Linked DNA regions of Bos taurus: region 1 is linked to region 2. Evidence: chromatin contacts called from public Hi-C data. All regions are on one chromosome and are shown on one strand. Each heading gives the region's core, a stretch centred on a gene start, on an enhancer-like site or on the middle of the called end of the contact. The rest is flanking DNA. Distances are from core to core; before and after follow the strand shown.

What was found. Hi-C and Micro-C count contacts between places; a contact is called where the count stands out from the background.
Region 1: a contact with region 2 is called in a Hi-C map of an unstated tissue, with 2.1 times the contacts expected there. The contact joins the enhancer-like site here to the promoter of CHST15 in region 2. A contact is called at or near these places in 2 of 11 Hi-C or Micro-C datasets (liver and an unstated tissue).

Annotation. Positions count from the first base shown.
Region 1 is chr26:43,834,862-43,838,071 of ARS-UCD2.0, forward strand. No RefSeq gene overlaps it. Among named protein-coding and RNA genes, the nearest start is that of CHST15, 43 kb to the left of the region's middle. Within about 2 kb of position 1,955, at least 25 of the 102 cell types and tissues checked have an H3K27ac peak or open chromatin away from gene starts, as enhancers often do. A contact at or near this core is called in liver, where this site is marked.
Region 2 is chr26:43,791,796-43,795,051 of ARS-UCD2.0, forward strand. It overlaps CHST15 (carbohydrate sulfotransferase 15), which reads right to left and starts at 1,364. Exons shown (of 9, transcript XM_059882099.1): 1 at 1,217-1,364.

The DNA of each region.
Region 1 (3,210 bases), core at 705-3,204, 44 kb after region 2:
CGTATTTGGAATTACACATGAGACAGACCTGGTTTTATTTCTCTGAGCCAAAAATAACTCCTCTTTATTTTGTGCTTGGCACTAACCCTGGACAGGTAAGTAGGCTAAGTCATGTGCAAATAAGACCCAAGTTGAACGCTTAGTTCTTCTGAAAGTTAAATGGCTTTAGACCAGATATTAACACACTGCCGTCAGTTCAGTGATTGTCTAGGAAAAGTGAGCTTGGGTTCAGACACTGTGCAAAATTTGCAAGGCCCAGTCCAAAATGAAAACACAGAGCCCCTTGTTCAAAACTTAAGACTTTTAAGATAGTGACAGCTGGACATGAAACCAAGCATGAGACCCTTCTAGGCAAAAAACACCATGCCCACCCATGAAGCCTGCTCATATCACCTGGGGTGGGGGCTGGTTGAGGCAGTGGGGGTCAACCTACACCACAGACTTTGTAGAAATGGTTCAGAGTTCATGCCAGCTGGCTGGTATATTACCAGCGTCGATTTAGCCCAAGGATAGGGAGGGCTGGAGACTGGTCAGTACCACTGAGTAGTCTCACAAAGCTTGCTGCGTGCTTATTGTAAGTTTTAAAATGTAAGTTTCTGAAACATTTAATTTTCCCATTTGCCCTTGGCTGTTTGTGGATTTTGCCTCCGCTGAAATCTGAGGCCCTGAGGAGATCTATTTAAAGCCGCCATCCAAGTTTTGCGGCAGACAAGGGTTATTTGTAGCCCTTCAGGGCTGGAGTGGCTATAAACCCAACCAGTGCAACTCCCTCAAATTACAGCAGAGGCCCAGAAAGGGTGAGTGACTTGCCTAAAGGCACACAGCAAGTAAGTTACAGAGCAGAGGGCTGAATGAAGCCAGGCTCCCTGCCGGCCCATCCACGCTCTGCTTTCTCCTGCACGGCCCTGCCTTCCTGGGCCTCCGAACTTGAAAGAATCATCCTTGCTGAAGCAGGTTGGGGGCAGCCAAGGCAGAGGTCACTGGGCTACCGAACCATCCTTTACCCCCTGCCTCCGATATGCCCTAATAACACCCCCTGAAGAACCCAGAGGGTGAGGTGTGCAGGAAACCACGAAACTCTTGTTACTTCCTCTTCCTGCTCTGTTTTCTGTGAGAACCAAGTGTGAAATCGAAAACAGCAGCTTTGGAGTCATGGATGGGCAAGATCTCACTGACAGTCTCAGGGACTCTCCCCACCCAGGAGGTGACACCCCAGCCAGCGTCTTGTCACCCGTCTGCTGACACAGACAGGGAGCTGACTCCAGCCAGCCGGGCTCTGCCTGCAGCCCCGCAGATACTCCAGCTTGTCATCCGTGTAGATGCCCCGCCCTGGAAGGACGCGACCCTGCGGGTCTGCCCTGCACGGCGTCATCCCAGCGCTGGCCCAGGAGAGGCGTTCCGTTTGTATTTGTCTCGAAACTTCCTCTGCCTGCCCATCTGCTTCTGAGGGGCCTCAGCCTGTGTCTGTCCTTCCTCACGTGTGACGGCCAGGAGCCCGCCCAGCCCTTAAGGGTTGTGTCTGGTGTTGCTGTGTGGGTGCATGTGTGTGAGTGTGTGTCTCTGTGTTGTATGCATATGTGTGTGTCTGCTTGTGTGAGAGTGTGTCTGTGTGAATGAGAGTGTGTGTGTGTGTGTGTATGAGCGTGTCTGTGTATATGTGTCTGTGTCTGAGTGTCGGTGTGGGTGAATGCAGTACATGTGTATGTTATGTTACATATGTGTGTGTCTGCAAATGTGAGTGTGTGTATATGTGCGTGTTGTGAGTGTTATGTATTGTGTATGTGTGTGTTGCGCATGCATGTGTCTGCGTCTGTATGAATGAGTGTGAATATATGTGCATGAGCATGTCTGTGTGTGTGTGTGTGTGTGCATGTATCTGCACACTAGTGTCTGTGTGGGTCTCTGAGTCCCTCCCCGGACATCCTTCGGAGGAGAGCTGGGTGTGGCCTCCTGGTGACAATCACACACGTGTGGAGACTTTGTCTCTGAATCACCGAGCTCAGGCCTTGGTGCCCAGGAGGTGCCCAGCATGACTCAGCCACTACTGTTAGCACAAGGCCATGGTGACTTGTAACCAAGGTCCTCCCTGCTGGATTAGCCACGTCCTGCCGGAAGGGAGATTGCAAAGAGGGGAGGTGGAAAGTCCTTGCTACAGGCTGAATGTTTGTGTCCCCCCAGCTTCACACATAGGAATTCTAACCCCCAAAGGTGATGTTCTTAGTAGGTGGACTCGGGGGAGGTGACTAGGTCATGAGGGTGGTGCCCTCATGACGGGATTTGTGCCCTAATAAAAGAGACCTCACTGCTCCCCTGCCCCTTCTAGCACGTGAGAGGGGACACCCTGAAAAGGCACAGTCGAGAACCAAGAAGAGGACCCTCACCTAAACATCTTGGACTTCCAGTCTTCAGAGCCGTGAGCAATACATTTCTGTGGTTTATAAGCTCCCCCGGTCAGTGGTTCTCAGGTGGCCCAGTGGTAAAGAATCTGCCTACCAATGCAGGACACGCGGGTTCAGTCCCTAGGTCAAGAAGGTGCCCTGGAGAAGGAAATGGCAACCCACTCCAGTATTCTTGTCTGGGAAATCCCGTGGACAGAGGAGCCTGGCGGGCTGCAGTCCGTGGGGTCGCAGAGAGTCGGACATGGCTGAGTACGTAACACAGCCAGCCGGTGGTCGTGCCATGCTCCAGCAGCCTGAGAGGCCAAGGCGGCCCCCCTCCTCCACCTTGCAGCAGCAGGGTTCCTGAGGAGCCTCTGACCCAGAGTTCTGTTCAGAGGAAACCCCAACAGCCCAGGGGATGTGGGGCCACAGCCTATACCACCCCATGAAAAACTCTGTTTTATAGAAGGGGCAAGGACATTGAGTCACCACCCACAGAGTCAGGGCCTAAATAAATATTTTCCATACTTCATCTCATAGCTCTGAGGGGTCAAAGGCGAGTCCGTTCAAAGCTTCAGATCACCACCCATGGCCAGGACCATTTTCACACTGGCCAGTCACTATTAGCAGTCCCAACAAGACCACAGACTAAGCATTAGAGCCCCTGTTTCAGGAACAGAAAGCTTGGAGGAGTTCAGTGACCCCTCCCAGAGACGCAGAGCTCAGCTAGTCTGTCCTAGTTCTGTTCCACTCTAAGACCAGGACTTTCGTCACTGGGCCCCAGAGGCCACTGCGGGACTTCCTGACACACCACCCAATGAAACAAAACATC
Region 2 (3,256 bases), core at 114-2,613:
CCCAATCGGCGGCGTCGCCCCCTCTCAGGGGCTGATGCCACCCCGGCTCCCCGCAGCTCCGTCGCCCCGCAGCCCCCGCCGCCCCTCAGCGCCGCTCGGCTCAGACCTGCAGCGTTCGGCTCGCCGCGCCCAGGCCGGCTGGGGACGCCGCCGCCGCCTCCGCCACCGCCGGGAAGCGCCGGCTCCTCCCGAGTCACACCGCCTCCGGAGCTGCGGCGGGGCGCTGGGAGGGAACAGGGGGCGGAGGGCCCGGAGGAAGAAGGCGGGGAGCAAAAGTTCAGGCCGCTCCGGGCCTCGCCGCGCCCGGGTCTCCTCCCAGGCCCGCCCACGCGGTCCCCCTCCCGGAACCCGGTCCCACGGGCTTCCGCGCCTGAGATCCCCCACCCCACGCCTCCCCGCCCGGGGCGGCCGCGGGATTGGAGCCTGGGCAGGAAGGTGGCCCCGAACCCGTGTCAGGGAGAGAGTGGCGGATAGCAAACACACCAACCTGCCCCGGGCCGCGCCTGGAAACTTCCCCGAAGTGCGCCGCGGAGCGGAGCGCCTGGCTGGGGAATCCCTACCCCCACCTTCACCCCACGCGCGCTCCTAGGGAGAAAGCACCAATCGGTCGGTCAGTCGGTCCTCCGCCTGCAGAGCGCGCCCCCCGCACCCCCATTCCGACTCCTGGGGCCGTTCTCTTGGACAGCCGGCCTGTGCGTGCCCAGAGGCAGCTGTCCGCAGCGCCACCACCCCGCCGCCGAGTCCCCGGTCCCGGAGCTCCGATCGCATTCTCCCTAGCGGGAGAGGGGGGCGTGCGAGCCATTGGCGCCGCCGCCGCCGCCGAGCATCCCTTCCCGCGGGGTCCCCGGCGCGCGGGGCGCCCGGAGCGCGGCCGGGATCGGCGGCGAGGGGACGCCCTCCGCTGGAGACGCCGATTGCCTCGGTGAGGCTGGGCCGAGGGTCGCGGGGCCCAAACCTGCCTGGGCTCTGCGCGCGCTCGCAAGTTCATTGTCTGCCTGGGCCGTCGTCGCCTCCGCCGCCGCCGCCGCCACCGCGCGGAGAGCGCCGTGGGGAGTGAGGCTGCGCGCAGCCTCGGCCGGCCCGGACTCCCTACGCCCAGCCCGGGCCGACCCCGGCGCTGCCCGGCCGGAACGCGGAGGGGCGCCGGAGCTCGGGGCCAGACACCCACCCGCCGCCTGTGGCCGCCCCCGCGCCGCGCCTGGCACCCAACTTGTACCTGAGAAGCAGGAGTCCAGCCTGGGGGCGGCGGGGGCAGCCCAGCCTCTGCGGCTCCGGCTCCGCGGGAGCGCGCCTAGCCCCGCGCCCGGAGCCCGGCATGCGGGGCGCGTCAACCTGACTCCCCGAGCGCAGGGAGGAAAAGTTTTGGGAGTGACGTGCAGATGGCGAATGAAACATCCGAAGAGAACCCGCCCCCCCGCCCCATGTCGCGCGGACACACATCAGCTTGGGTCTGGAATGTGAGACCAAGGCGTGCGCGCCGAGCGGTGGGTTTGGTTCCCGCCCCCTCCCGTTCCAAGTCAACACGGCATGTGCGCGGCGGTGATTCCGAATGAGAGCAAACCGAAACCCCTCAAGTCTGCCAGTGACACCCTGCCAGAGACATTTTTTTAACGAACTTGGTGGTCTGGAGCCAGCCCGTGCATTGATATTCAAGGCCACGGCGCTGGTGGGTTCTAAGCCCTCTGTTGTGGTTTTGCAACTGGAGACCGCTCTCTCAGGCTCTACGGCCCAGCCTGCTTGCTTTCACGGAGAAGGAAGGTTCAGCGGGACCGGAGCCCGCCCCCCAGCCCCCCGCCCCCGCCCCGCACCGAGCAGTGGCCCCGGGCGCGGCTGCTCCAGGAAACCACCGGGCTGCCTGAAGTCAAGGAAGTGCCGCACCCGTGGCCGACCTGGAGACTCTCCACCGAAGATAAACCAGTTGAAGAAAACACTTTGAATTCGGAAAGACTCAAGCCCAGCCTCTCAGAAAACAGGTCTAAGGGGCAGGAAAAAAAAAAAAAAATCCTTGTCTTCGGTCACATAGCCTTTTGCCGGCCGAGTCCCCTTGACCACAGTCCAGCATCTTGTCCTAGGAGCGACCAGAAGTGGGGCTGAAAATTCTCCGTGTCAAGTGCTGACACACCGCTAAGGGATGCGTCCTGAGGGTATCTCCCCCCACCCCAACCCTTTCCTCTCTTTCTGGAAAAACATGATTTTTATTGCCTGAGGCTCCTCTCACCCCCAGAAACTGTAGCCCACCCTGAGGTCATAAACTTCTGCTCAGCATCCATGGCAACTAACGCGGGGGTCACAATCAGAGGATTATAACTGCAGATGTGAAGCTGGGATGAGAGGGGAATTCTTCAAAACGGTATCTTGTTTTCCTGCAAATAATGCCTCTTACATAAAATCTACGGAGAGATTAATGCAGCAAAGAGACCAGCCTTAGAATCTCAGACTAGATTGCTTTTTCCATATACACTCCACTTGGTGGGTTTTGTTCATTATTATTATTTTTTTTAACAAAAAGCTTTTTCTGAAAATACAATGAGCTGCTTTTTGCAGGGTTCACAATTCCCAATAGATGATGATGCCATTTTTCAAGGTCTTACACACGTTATGGCTTTGGGGCTTATTTATTAGCTCCCAAGAAAAGCCTGCCTTTCAGTGAGGTTTATATACTCAAGTAATTGTGTGGGGGGGGGAGGGGCACAGAGCAGGGTGCTGTTAAAGAAGGTTGGTTGTGCATGCGTCTGCAAGGAAGGCCCTGGGCCAGGCAGCTGTCAGACCAGAGTGTGCAATGGGTTTAAACAAACACAGGGAAGGTTCTGTGGAAACACCCAGAAGGAAATCCCCTCCTGTAAGGGTGTGTGGAACATTATTCCACGGCCACACATACCTCCGTCTTTCCTCTCCTCCTTCCAAGTAAACACATCTCTCTGTTGCGTAGATGGCTCAGGGCCCACCCAGGTCACTTTCAAATTCAGGTGTCAGAAATCACGGTTGACATGGAGCAAATTGTTTCTAAGTATAGTCATGCTGCTGCTTTGATACAGATTCCACCAGGGACTTTCTAAAGGTATTTATACACGTGCCTGAGATTAACTGGAGGGCAGTTTTTCCTCTCAACTTTAATTTCCAAAAAAAAAAAAAAAAATCAATCAAGAATTGCCCTTGAGTCTGTTACTCTGGAGAGCTGAGAGAACACCCAAATACCAGACGTGTGTGCATGAGTGGACGGATGGACAGACGGATACATGTCTGTGCGAGAGGCTGG